Linked DNA regions of Mus musculus: region 1 is linked to region 2. Evidence: chromatin contacts called from public Hi-C data. All regions are on one chromosome and are shown on one strand. The core of a region is the stretch at or near the end of the contact, and the rest is flanking DNA. Distances in the headings are between cores, read along the strand shown. Region 1 has its middle 280 kb from the start of Gm25935. Region 2 has its middle 130 kb from the start of Gm25935.

Region 1 (6,930 bases), core at 2,093-4,592, 140 kb before region 2:
ATGTATTACAATGTACTCTCTGTAGCATTCCAATTTTACAGCTGTAGTTTGAAGAAACAGAAGCTTCAATTTCCCCACATTTGCCAGAAGAAATTATTTCAATTAAGTAAAACTCAATTAACTAGAATTTAGGAAGAATCAGGGTTGGAGGATATAAGCTTAGGTTACATATTTATATTCCATCTTGAAACCTTATCAAATAATTTTATTGGTGCTAAAGACTGAATCCAGGCCCTATAATATGCTATATAGACACCATGAGCTATGCCCTCAGACCCAAAGACTATTTTTAAAGGAATGAATAAATATAATAAAAGTGGGGGAGAAAACAGCCACCAAAATGTGATGTTTATTACCAGATATATTTATACTAGAAGAAAATCTTGGACCCTGAGGATATTTTCCACTAAAAGAAGAAAACATATTTTTGGCACAACATAAGTACCTATAGCAACAGTGATTGAGAAATCAGAAGGAAGAAGCATTTAAGAATTAACCTCCTGGGATCAGGTAAATGAATCGCAAACAGGGTGGGTTATTTCTCTTAAAAGCCTTTCAGTATTATTTACTTTGTTTATGTTTGTTATATTATGAAAGTAAAAGTTAGTATAATAAGTTAAAATTAAAATAGGAAATTATTGAAAGGATAATCAAACTTTTCATGAAATGTGAAAGAATATGTGGGTAGGTTAATGTAATAGGCTTTTGTGATGTTAGATAGTTGTCTTCTAATTCTCCCCAAGTCTCCTATGAACTTTACAGACCCCTTGTGGTAGGTCAATATTATTCCTGAGTGATTTGTGAATGGAAGTGAGACATGGTATTTCTGGGATTGAGCACTTAATTGTTGACTAGTGACTCTTCAGAGCATGTGTACTTCCTAGCCATCACTGTAAGCAACATTTAAGAAGGTTGTCCTCTATATACTCGGTACTACGATGAGCAAAGCCCTCCTCTGACCCATAGTAGACATGAGTATTCACCAAGAAATACTCTAGTATTATTTAAACACTGGGGTTTGTAGTGGGACACTCTTTGACACTACCAAATAATGTAAACCATCTTAGATTCAGAAACATACCTGAACCTAAAGGAGAGTATAAATCCAAGACCATCAGTTTCCATCTCTGCTTTTCTATAAATGTGGTTGTGTTTCCCTGTCCTTTTATTTTAGCAGCAATGCAGTTTCTGGCAGCTCCACGACTCCTACCTCCCACAGATTCCATCTACCAAAGACATTTTCATCCAGGTTTTTAGGTCAGACTCATTCATGGATAAATGTGAGTCACTAAGAGGAGTCATGAGTCAGAATCAGGAAATGACAAATCAGAGGCTCTATAACTCATGTGACCCATCAACTAGCTGGAGTGCTTTTACTCTTCCTGGAGAGAAATCTTGAGAAGTCCAGAAGCTTTTCAAAGGTGGAAATCTGGCAGCTTTTTCTATCATTCTGCATTGGACAAAAGTGAGGAGCAGCAAAAATCAGGTGGAAACAGCCATACTAGGTGCTGCTCTAGAGAGATCTGCTCTCCTGTAGGATTTAACCATCAAGACCTCTGGCTCTATACGTTCCAGGCTTAGGAAGCCAACATTCCCTGGGCTGCAGCTGCTATTGAAGCTTCCAGGCAGGCTTAGATATTATAATCCCTCAGCCCTTGACAAGAGCCAATGTTAATTGTTTGGCAATTAACATTAATTGCCTGGGTTTCTTGGCCATAAACTCTTGCCAGTTCTCTGTAACTCTTACAGTGACCAAAGCCTGGAGCTTTCTTCTTCCAACCATTTATTCTTCTTTTCCAGCATTTATCCTTGTTCAGGCTGAGTTCTCTACCCTCTGTTGCTATATTTGTAGTTACATTACCTGTCTTCCTGCTCTGGCTATTCTCAGTGCTCAGCTACATTGTTTCTTCAGCTGTCTCATGGCCAGTTGCCTTTCAGCATTCACACTTTGGCCTACCTACTGCCCAGGCTACTGCTCAGCTACTGCTTCTTGTCTTACTGCCTGTCATCATGGTTAATCTACCATCTTTATTCATGTTACCAGCTCAGCTGGCACTAATGAAAGTAGGAAAGAAAAACCAAAACAACAACAACAACAACAACAACAAAAACCACTTGATAAAAGCCTTTATTGGCCTGTCTTAGTCAAGGTTTCTATTCCTGCACAAACATCATGACCAAGAAGCAAGTTGGGGAGGAAAGGGTTTATTCAGCTTACATTTCCACATTGCTGTTCATCACTAAAGGAAATCGGGACTGGAACTAAAGCAGGTCAAAAAGAAGGAGCTGATGCAGAGGCCATGGAGGGATATTCTTTACTGGTTTGTTTCCCCTGGCTTGCTCAGCCTGCTCTTTTATAGAACCAAAACTACCAGCCCAGAGATGGTACCACCCACAAGGGGACCTCTCCACTTGGTCACTAATTGAGAAAATGCCTTATAGCTGGATCTCATGGAGGCATTTTCCCAACTGAAGCTCCTTTCTCTGTGATAACTCCACTCTGTGTCGAGTTGACACAAAACTAGCCAGTACATGGCCCAAATATTAAAACATTCAAAAGGTAAAGAACTTGTAATTCTCTATAATGATAGAGAATTATAGAGAGAATTGTAACTCCACCAATTCATTAAGAGATTCTGAACAGCCTACTTACATAGCCAGAGAAGGGCTGTTAGTATCAATTGCAGTATACATCACATTCAAGTGATAATCTGCATTTTCACCAAGTATCACACTCCTTCTGAAGGGCTGCTTTGACCTAGGTAGAGATGGTTATGGAGTCATCTAGATTCATCAGGCTCATGGCAGCAAAAATTCTGATACAGACTGTTTCAAACAGCCCTGGGTGAGGTTACATCTTCAGGAAATAAGCCAAACCAGCTAGCCATTATTAAGTAGTCTCGAAAGATGGCCCGGTTCATGGTACTGAACTACTAGATTGGCAGTCCTTTGTTTGAAGCAGCCAAGGCAGGAAAAGAGTGTCCAACTGTTTCTATTTAGGAATCAGAATCTTATTCCTCAGTAGTTACAGGAAGAAGAACAGCAGGAGTGGTTACAAAAAGAACTTAAAGAGCTTACGGTTAACAGTGGTAGTGATATTAATAGATTTTACCAGTGCATTAACAATGCTTAACACCTGCCCACTGTCCTAGGAAGCAATAGGTTTCCCTCATCTGAGCGGGTTTCCTTGATGATTACAAGCGCCTTTACACAGAGCAGTATTTAGCACCTTAGACTTGCTTGATTTTAAACAAAACTAACTGCTGATCTTAATTCATCTGAATGCAGCCAAACCTTGCTTAGTCATTTTGTTTGAAATCTTTCTTGATAAGGTTAATGTACATCCAAGTTGAGACTCACTGTAGTTAAGTGCTTAAGTATTCAAAGAATGGGTGTTCTAGAAAGAGTTACACGGCTTTATTAAGTGTTTCATTCATATACAACTTCTAGCTCTAAGGAAAGCATGTAAATTTGGTGACAGTGACTATGTAAGAACATATGTTACTTTCTTATAACTTGACAGAAGCTTAAACTGAACAGGATTCAGCAGAACTGACCATTCATTTTCTTTCTCAAAAGTGAGGGAAAAAAAGGTTTGTCTTAAAAGCTATGGAGAAAGGGAAAGGGTATTAAAGGCATCTTTTTTTTTTTTTTTTTTTTTTTTTTTTTGGTAATGTGTTCCTACTCAGAACTTTTAAATTTGCATCAAACTAACTGATCCTATTACTATGAAAGATATCTACTCATTTGAAAGAGTAGGCCATATTTGTCCCTACTTACAGACAGACTTCTGAAATGTGTGCAGGGTTGAAGGGGAAAAAATCAATCAATCAATTGTTTTAAATATTGAATAGTGATACACTGGCTTTGTGTTTCTTTTAAATATGTGTTGGGATCTATACAGTTTCTTAGATAGTAACTAAAGCATGCAGGATATAACTATTTACAGCATCCCTGAGTGATACCCAGTGGGTATTTGTCAAAGGGTTATTTATAACATAATTGGCAAATAAAATGAATTCAGAAGGTTATGAACTCTTCATTGGCTTCCTAGTCCTCCCCCTTTATTTCCTTTTTGCCATTTATGTTCTTGAAGCATGACTCATTCCACAGTGTCAACAGTCTTTCAAGGAATTTGAAATAGCAAATAAAATCTAGTACCCTCCTTCCTCACTCCTTCCAAATTCCACATCTCAGCAGTAAGATGACCTAACAAAAGGGTGACCTCAGAATGAATGTTTGATTTATTCTGGATGCTAATTTATGGCTGAAGTATTCTGATTTTATAGAATTATCAAAACTTTTTAAATTTTTTCTCTTAAACAACTCAACCTAGTGATTTTTTTACTTACGGTTTGACACCTGTAGCAAGTTCTAAGAATCACATCACTTGTTTGGAACTCAGGTTTCAGGGTTAAACAATCAGGGTTAGAAGTTAATTATTTATCGGTTATTCCCTCTATTTTCACCAATTCTATATATTTAAGAAATACAATAGTTAGGAAAAAACTAAAGTTGGAAGGAAACAAATTATTAGTCAATAAATTTTTAAATTAAGCAAGCAGCTGGTATATTCTGTTTACCTTTGCAATAGCATATGCAACAAAGATAGCCAATGATCATGTTTCATTGGCTTTTTTTTTTTTACTGTTCCTGAAAACAGTCATTGTCAATGTGTGAGGCCCCAAATGGGTGTGAATGACCTTCTCATAGTTACTTTTGTAATAATACTCATTCCTTCCTTTGTTCACAGTTTTCTGGCATCTGTGTGACACATGTGCTTATAACACATTAAATACAGGTGGGAAGATAATAACCCAACTGTACCTGCTCAGGAATTGATGTAAAAGCACTCAGATGCAGTTCTTGTTTCTTTGTTTGAGAAATAGTTATATTTCACTAAAAACACATTGTTTCTGTAATAAATAAATACTAAATAATGTGTAATAGGTTTATTCTAACTTACTGATTTCTAATTTATAATAGGAAATCTCAAGAGACATGTCACACAAACAAATGTGCAATAGGATTCACAAAAATATTTTAAGAGTATAAAGGAATTTTGAAAGTAAAAATTAAAGCCTTCTGAGCTGGGAGTGGTGGCTCATAACTTTAATCCCAGCACTCAGAAGGCAGAGACAGGCAGATTTCTGAGTTCGAGGCCAGCCTGGTCTACAAAGTGAGTTCCAGGACAGCCAGGGCTATACAGAGAAACCCTGTCTCAAAAAACAAACAAAAACAATAATAATAATAATAATAATAATAATAAAAGTAAAAATAAAAAATAAAAAAATTAAAGCCTTCCAAAGAACACTGTCAATAAAACAAAAAGGCAACCAACTGATTGGGAAAAGAATCCTAAATCTGATAAAGGGCTAATATCCAATATATAAAAAAGAACACAAGAAGTTAGACTCCAGAGAAAAAAATAACCCTATTAAAAATTGGGGTGCAGAGCTAAACAAAGAACTCACAACTGAGGAATATCAAATGGCTGACAAACAGTTAAAAAAGTGTTCAACATCCATAATCATCAGGGAAATGCAAATCAAAACAATGCTAAGAAGCCACCTTACACCAGTACGAATAGCTATGATCAAAACCTCAGGTTACAGCAGATGCTGGAGAGGATGTGGAAAAAATGGAACACTCCTCCATTGCTGGTGGGATTACAAGCTTGTACAACCACTCTAGAAATCAGTTTGGTTGCATGGTACTGGTATAGTGACAGACAAGTAGACCAATGGAATAGAATTGAAGACCCAGAAATGAACCCACACACCTATGGTCACTTGATCTTTGACAAGGGAGCTAAAACCATCCAGTGGAAGAAAGACAGCATTTTCAACAAATGGTGCTGGCACAACTGGTTGTTATCATGTAGAAGAATGCGAATCGATCCATTCCTATCTCCTTGTAGTAAGGTCAAATCTAAGTGGATCAAGGAACTTCACATAAAACCAGAGACACTGAAACTTATAGAGGAGAAAGTAGGGAAAAGCCTTGAAGATATGGGCACAGGGGAAAAAATTCCTGAATAGAACAGCAATGGCTTGCACTGTAAGATTGAGAATTGACAAATGGGACCTCATGAAACTGCAAAGCTTCTACAAGGCAAAAGACACCGTCAATAAGACAAAAAGACCACCAACAGATTGGGAAAGGATCTTTACCTATCCTAAATCAGATTGGGGACTAATATTCAAAATATATAAAGAACTCAAGAAGGTGGACTCCAGAAAATCAAATAACCCCATTAAAAAATGGGCCTCAGAGCTAAACAAAGAAGTCTCACCTGAGGAATACCGAATGGCAGAAAAGCACCTGAAAAAATGTTCAACATCCTTAATCACCAGGGAAATGTAAATCAAAACAACCCTGAGATTCCACCTCACACCAGTCAGAATGGCTAAGATCAAAAATTCAGCTGACAGCAGATGCTGGCAAGGATGTGGAAAAAGAGGAACACTCCTCCATTGTTGATGGGATTGCAAGCTTGTACAACCACTCTGGAAATCAGTCTGGCGGTTCCTTAGAAAATTGAACATAGTACTACCAGAGGATCCAGCAATAACTCTCCTGGGCATATATCCAAAAGATGTCCCAACCGGTAAGAAGGACACATGTTCCACTATGTTCACAGCAGCCTTATTTCTAATAGCCAGAAGTTGGAAAGAACCCAGATGCCCCTCAACACAGGAATGGATACAGAAAATGTGGTACATTTACACAATGGAATACTACTCAGCTATTTAAAAAGAATGAATTTATGAAATTCCTAGGGAAATGGATGAACCTGGAGGGCATCATCCTGAGTGAGGTAACAATCACAAAGGAACTCACACAATATGTACTCACTGAAAAGTTGATATTAGCCCAAAACTTAGGATACCCAAGATATAAGATACAATTTGCTAAACGCATGAAACT
Region 2 (7,125 bases), core at 3,503-6,002:
AAGCAAATCAATGAGGGGCATCTCTGGGTCTAGCTGGAGACCTGGGAAAGGGTAGACCCAGGGAAGTTTATGAGGGTAACCATAACTCCTGCCAGTAGGGGTTTGGAGATTGAACTGGCTACCTTTTATAACCAGCAGAATTTCCAGTGATATCACCCTACCCACAAAACCTTCAGCTCAAAATTTCTCCTGTCTATAAGATGCACAGGAATAAAAATGGAGCAGAAATTGAGGGAACAAACACCAATGACTGGCCCACCTTGAGACCTATCCCATGGAAGAGAGACAACTCCTGACACTGTTAAAGATACTCTGCTATGCTTGCAGACAGGAGCCTGGCACAACTGTCTCCTGAAAGGCTTCATCCATCAACAGACAGAAACAGATGCAGAGACCCACAGCCAAACATCAGTCAGAGCTCAGGGGAGTCATGTGATAGAACTGGGGATAGAGGTGAGCAAGCCAGAGGGGCCAAGGATACCACAAGAAGACCTACAGAATCAACTAGCCTGGGCCCATGGGGGCTTACAGAAACTGAACCACCAACCAAAGAGCATACATGGGCTAGACCTAGCTCCCTACCACCCCCCACACATACACACACACATGTAGCAGGCATGCAGTTTGGTCTTCATGCCAGTCCCTCAACAACTAGAGTGGAGGGTGTCCCTAAATCTGTTGCCTGCCTGTGAATCCTAGTCATCTAACTGGGCTACCTACCTTGTCTTACCTCAGTGGGAGAGGATGTGTTTAGAACAGTATGTCACAGGATGGGTGTTACCCAAGGTGAGGTTTTCAGTCTCTGAGGAGAATGGAAGGAAATAATGGGGGAGGGAGTTTTGACAGTGATACTTGAAGGAGAGAGGGAGGGCTTTGATCAAGATGTAAAGTGAATGAATGAATGAATGAATGAATGAATGAACAAACAAATAAAATCCCATTGGAAATAAATGAAGCAAGCTTCTTAAAGGAAACCCATTTTAAGCTGAGGGTAAAACTTATAAAGAGTTCACTCTGCCAACATGTGGGGAGGACATCCAGGGAGAAGATCATTATCTAGTTTGTCTACTCCCACTAAGGTTCTGATATTTTCCACATTGCTTTTCAAAGCCCAGTGTACTCATTCTTCCCAAGTCCATACACAACTTTCAGCTGCTGACCAAAATCCCCTGTACCTATTTCCTTCTACTACTTTCAAACAAAGAAACTAACACTTCCTGTTTCCAGATTTTCAAAAAAGAGAGCCAATGGAGTGTGATCATAGGCCTTTTCTCCTCTTGTGCTTAACACACAAGATGAGTCACGAACCCATACCAAACCTTTATTTTTTAACTCATCCTTCTCTTCCCAAGAAATCACAGCTCTAATTCAGATTCTCATGGATTTCTGACACGACTATCAAAATCATTGCCAGACCTTCTCCGGCTTCCTCTGGTCTCACTTCTGTCCTTCACACTTACTGCAGATGAATACCTAGTTATTTTTCTCCAGGAGTCTCTCAGAATTTGCCCAGAAATAACAGGATAAAATTTTCACAACTAATATATATTTGATCATCTCTCACTTGCTTATAATGACATCTCAATCGAGCTATGTACATGAGAGATTGTATGCAGAGGGTCTTGGGCAACATATAGGCTGCTTCCTCAAATTGCTATCCAGACAACCCTCATCCCTCCAATATTAGCTTAGTATCTTCCTCTATAAACCATTTCCTCACACACACACACACACACACACACACACACACACACACACACACACACCCCAGATTGATAGCAATACTTCCTGAATATTCCCACTGGGCTTCCTTCTTTCTTCCAAGATAAAACAACCATGTGTTCCTTCTATAATACACCCCACAACAATCCTTAGCCTACACTTGATTGACCACATCTTTCCAACCATCACTCTTCTGATGCCTTTCCTATAAACTACCTAGAGCTATGCTGTTATTTCTTTTGAGAACTTTCATTATTTTGCAATTATACCTTTATTACAATGGTTCCTTTGTAAGCATTCCTTGCTCATTAGAATGTAGAACAAAGCCTGAGATCTCTTTTTGTCCACCAATACATGATTTGGAGTTTATCATAACTCTGTTACCCCTAAAATCCTGTCAGTTGGGATCTGGAGCGATCCTGTAATTTCCCCACCATGAGAAAGAATAAATTGAATCAGGACTGAACCACTGATTGTCTGATTTTGGAGTTAATGGAAATCACCATCATATAATTTATTCAAGTTGTTTATAAATTATTAAATAAATTACCTTCTCATTGAATATATTTAATTCATCAGTTCATCAGTCCCTATATGACTTTTATCTGCTTTACACATCTTAATACTTTCCAGATTGTTTATAATGATAACTCACCAAATTATAACACACAAAAAATAAATTTTATTCTAAAGGTACATTTTAGAACAAATAAACTATATATAAAAACTTTAAATTGTATGTACTTCAGTGCACACCAAAAGTGTTCAAAGAAAAAAAAATAAATTAAAGGTAAAGTAAGTTACAATAGGCAGAACATCAAACTAATTTGAATGTCTGTTAGTAAAGAAAAGGTGAAAAATAAGAAATATTGGTGGAAATGTAGGAAAATTAACAGTCTGGTGCATTTTTGATGCAAGTATATGAGAAGCAGTATAAGGATTCCTCAAATAGACCCATACTGTCCAACAATTCTGAATACACATTTACAAGAGTTATACCAGTCCTAGGAATGCACCCAAGTGAAATGAAAGCTCACATTTGCTCTTAGAACATCAACGCCCATATCAGCAGTATTACACTAACCAAAAAGCAGAAGCAACACAAAAGTCCATTTATATACGAAGGGAGAAGCAAAACATGCTATGCACAACAATAGAACAATGTTCAGCCTTCAAAAAGAATAATGTTCTAAATACATGCTAAAATGTAAATAAATTTTGAAGGCATTATGCTAAGCAAAACAAGCCCATAAGTAAAAGGAAAAATGATATATGATTTTACTTGTACAACATACCTAATCAAGTTTTTATAGTCAGAAAGCAAATGGTGCTTCAGAGAAAGTAGGATAAAGAGTTATCATTTGATGAATATAGAATTCCATTTGGGGAAGACAAAGACTTCTGAAGACAGATTTTTGGTAACACTGGCTGGCACAGCAATATGACAGCACCTAATGCCACAATTCTATGCAGCAAAAAAATGGTTAAAGGGTAAGTTTTGTAATTCAGATTTTAAAAGAGAGATAGCATAGGAGCTAATGTGACAGTGTTTTGTATGAAAAAAAAAAAATAAAAGAAAAATAGATGGGGTACCAGAATCCTGGCACATACTCCCAATAAGGAGGAAACAAATGCAAAATAAAGAGTACATGGCTAACTAACATCAATGCTTGTCCTTATCCCTTTGCACCCAACCCCACAGGTTGAAAGCTGGGCACTAGAAACATCAGCATCTTCTCTCCTGAGAGTGAGTGAGTTCTTTTGTTTGCTTTTGTTTGGCTCCCCCTTGGTGAGGACAAGCTGGGGAATGACTCTGTGGTGAACATGGTTGCCAAGTGAGAGCAAACCCCTCAGGGCCTTGGTCCTCTATAATGATAAATCTGAGGTGCTCTGCAGTAGAATCGTGCTCCTCACAGGAATGGATTCCGATTGGCAGACTTCAACAATCTGCCCGATGACATACAACTTGCTTCCTTCTTTCCTTATCTTACTTTTTCCAAACTGATATTTAAATTGTGGTCTTAGTCTCTCCATACTAAAGCATAGCAAGAATTCCAAACTGACTAAATGTCCCCACAGACATCACAGATTGGGCAAATACCAGGACAGATGGGAGGAAACAGAACTCTCTTTAACACACATGGGTCCAAGTTGAGATAGACAAGGACCCTTCCTTGTTTGCCAGGATGGTTACATTAATAACATGTGCCATCCTGATACTTAGAAGACAACACTTGGGCCAATGACAGCCAGCTTATCCTAATGATTAATTTACAATTTTCTCAACGGATCTTTAGGAAACTGGCCTGTCTACATTTTTCTAGGTCCTTTGTAAATAGTTACATGATAGCATGACACCACACCAGCTTGCTTTAGAGAGCCCCTAATTCTGTAAGCTAAATGGAAATATTCAGCCTGAACTGAAAACTTACTGAGACCCATAAAGTACTAACATTATGTCTGTTTTGTTTTGTTCCACCTTGGTGAGGGCAAGCTGGGGAAATGAATGACTCTGTGATAAACATGATTGCTGAGTGACAGCAACGATTGGATATATTGTTTAAAGTACTAGCAATATGCCTGGTGTGCCCCTTCTGTCAGGGAGTAAAGCCATTCTGAGAAAATCTTCCCTTCAATGCAGCATTTTGAGAGAAACAGCAGAATAATAAAAAGGTCTCCCAGTCCTCCTGTCTCCTAATTAACAATCAATCCTCATTTTCTTTGCAGTCCGTTCTGAGTATCTATTGGAGAGGAGCTATACAAATAATTATCTCCTCTGGCCTGAAACTGGAGTCCCAATACAGAACCACTTACGATTTACCATTCAGTCCCTGAAGTCAGGAGTGGTCTAGGGAGAAGGTAAATGCCAATACACTGCTTCAAACTGGGAACTCATTCTTCCTGTTTCCCATCAACCCATTCCTTGCTCTCCCTAGGATGTTTTCATCAGACAGTTCCCCTGTGCCATGCACACAGAGAGGCACCATCTCCATTGGACAAGGGGTTTATCTATGACCCAAAACAGGGAATTCAGCCAGAAAAACTGACTCATGGAGCACAGCTTGAACCATTAGACCAAGCTTCCGCCCTGAGAAGATGAATCAGTCAACGGTGATTCATCTCACCAAGGAAAATGTGTTTTCCCTAGGAGAGAGAAGTTCATTTTAAACATAATAACACAAAGGTGAAAAAGGAAACTCAGAAAACAGGCTGGTAAAATTCAACAGCCATGTCAATCCCCAGTTACATACCCATGCAGTCACGTGGTTGGGAAAGGCAATAAGGCATGAGTATGGCTCAGCAAGATGTCAGGAAAAAAAAAAAAACCAAAAAACTATTGGATATTTTTAATGTTTTAGTTGACAAGGGGATTCTATTTATATTTATGAGTTAATGTGATATCTTTCTAATATGCACACATATGGAATGATTTCATCTAGCTAATTAACATATCCATCGCTTCACCTGCTTTAATAGCAGTTAAAATACTATCAAAAACTAATGTGTACTCTAACTTAAACTGAAAAAAAAAACAAGCTCTAGAACAGTTTTAACTTAAATTGGTGATTTAAAAAATTTTGTAATGTCTGGGTGTGAGGACAGAAACAGACAGGCACATGCCAAGTCACCAGTGTGAGGATTAAAGGACAACTATAGGTATTGATCCTCCCCTTATATCTTGAGATGGGCTCTCTTGCTGTTCACTGTTTAATGCCAAGTTATCTGGACTACAGATTTTCAAGGTTTTGACTCCCTCTATTTATTTGGCTATTAGGATGCTAGGGTTACAGATTTGTGTCATGTTCAGTTTTACATGGGTTCTGAGGATCCAAATTCAAGTCTTCACACTCGTGTGGCAAGTTCTTCCCCTCACCTCAGTAGAATCTTTTTTTTTTTTAAATTAACCATGGATGAAAATCACAAAGTTAACTTCTATTATAAACAAGTTTAACACAACAAACAACTGGCTAAATTGATAGGTTACTTCATAAGCAGAGGATCTGCCATTTGTTAGATATCACCTCTAATTTCTATAACAACCCTCAAAATAAGAATTATCTACTTTTTTAAAAACAGTATCAGATGCTTAAGGAAACTTGGGGGCTTGCCTGAAGTAAAACACAGTTTTGTTCTGAAAATCACACTTAAGCTATTCTGGGCTCTAAATTGTCCCTCACCACCATACCCAACTCCAATTTATAGATACCTGAAGCTCATCTGTATTTAAAGCAACACACTGGATACTGTGGGCATTTGAGAGAACATCAGTGTAGCATATGCTTTGAATTAACAAGCAAAGTGTACTCCTCTCTCTTTCTCTCTGTCTCTCTCTCTTCCTCTCCTCCTCCCTTCTACCCTCTCAAAGTGGTAGATACAACATGCACGCATATGCACACACCACAGCTAGCCTCAAACTCACTATGTAACCAAATATGACCTTGAAATTCTTGTCCTCCTACCTCTACCTTCCAAATACTGGAATTGCATGGATCATGACTTTCAGCCAAATTGCGATCTCAATTGCTTCTCTGTGTGTATAAACATACCTTTATTAAACATATTAAACATAGTGTTATTATTTTTTATGATCTTGCTTGTTGTGTTTCTTGTCTAAGCCCTAACTCCTATCTGCATTGTCACAATCTTCCATAGCTTCATTTGATGCATGTGTTCTTGATAAATAATCCTACCACGTATTGTCAAAAGTTCTCACCGGGAAAGCGAACCTACAAATAAGATCACTTGACAGAAGTGTATTGGATTTATTCTTGTTATTTATTCTTTCTTACATTGGTTAGGACCTGGACATGGGAGAAGAGGCAGCTTATAGAAGTTACCCTGACATTCACAAAACCCACAGCCACAAGCTATGTGTAAGAGGCTATATGAGATGCATTCACCAAGTGAACCAGGAGAAAACATGGGAGACATTGGTGGGAATGGCTTAGGGTAAAGGGAACAAGAATTACCTGGAAAATTTTTGGGGGAGTCTAAAGCTAATGTTATTTGCTTTTCCAGTGAGTTTTAAATGCTAAGTTTCAAACTCCAATGGACAAACAAGTGGGGAAATTAATTCACACACACACACACACACACACACACACACACACACACACAATGAAATAAAACCTAAATATTTCATCTTAGTTTGACATACCTATTTGTGCCTGTCACTTTTATAAATGTACATTTTCAGTTTTGGTTTATTAATAAACTGTTATCACTCTCTAATTTAAAGTGTCTAATATATAAATAACTTTCACAAACTAATTCAAACTAGCAATGTATGACACTAGTCTCAAACAGTGTGAAATTTTCTTTAAAAATTGCTGTGGCTGCCCAATAATTATACACTGTGACATGGTAACAGCCTAACCTCCATCTGAAATTAGAAAACACCAG

The links. A called contact is a pair of places that touch in the nucleus more often than the background predicts.
Region 1: a Hi-C map of pancreatic cancer cells shows a contact between it and region 2. The contact joins two enhancer-like sites. A contact is called at or near these places in 3 of 484 Hi-C or Micro-C datasets (embryonic fibroblasts, pancreatic cancer cells and uterus) and 1 of 9 other capture datasets (embryonic stem cells).

Annotation. Positions count from the first base shown.
Region 1 is chr17:93,520,798-93,527,727 of GRCm38.p6, reverse strand. No RefSeq gene overlaps it. Among named protein-coding and RNA genes, the nearest start is that of Gm25935, 280 kb to the right of the region's middle. Within about 2 kb of position 3,342, at least 7 of the 459 cell types and tissues checked have an H3K27ac peak or open chromatin away from gene starts, as enhancers often do. A contact at or near this core is called in pancreatic cancer cells, where this site is marked.
Region 2 is chr17:93,377,853-93,384,977 of GRCm38.p6, reverse strand. No RefSeq gene overlaps it. Among named protein-coding and RNA genes, the nearest start is that of Gm25935, 130 kb to the right of the region's middle. Within about 2 kb of position 4,752, at least 31 of the 459 cell types and tissues checked have an H3K27ac peak or open chromatin away from gene starts, as enhancers often do. A contact at or near this core is called in pancreatic cancer cells, where this site is marked.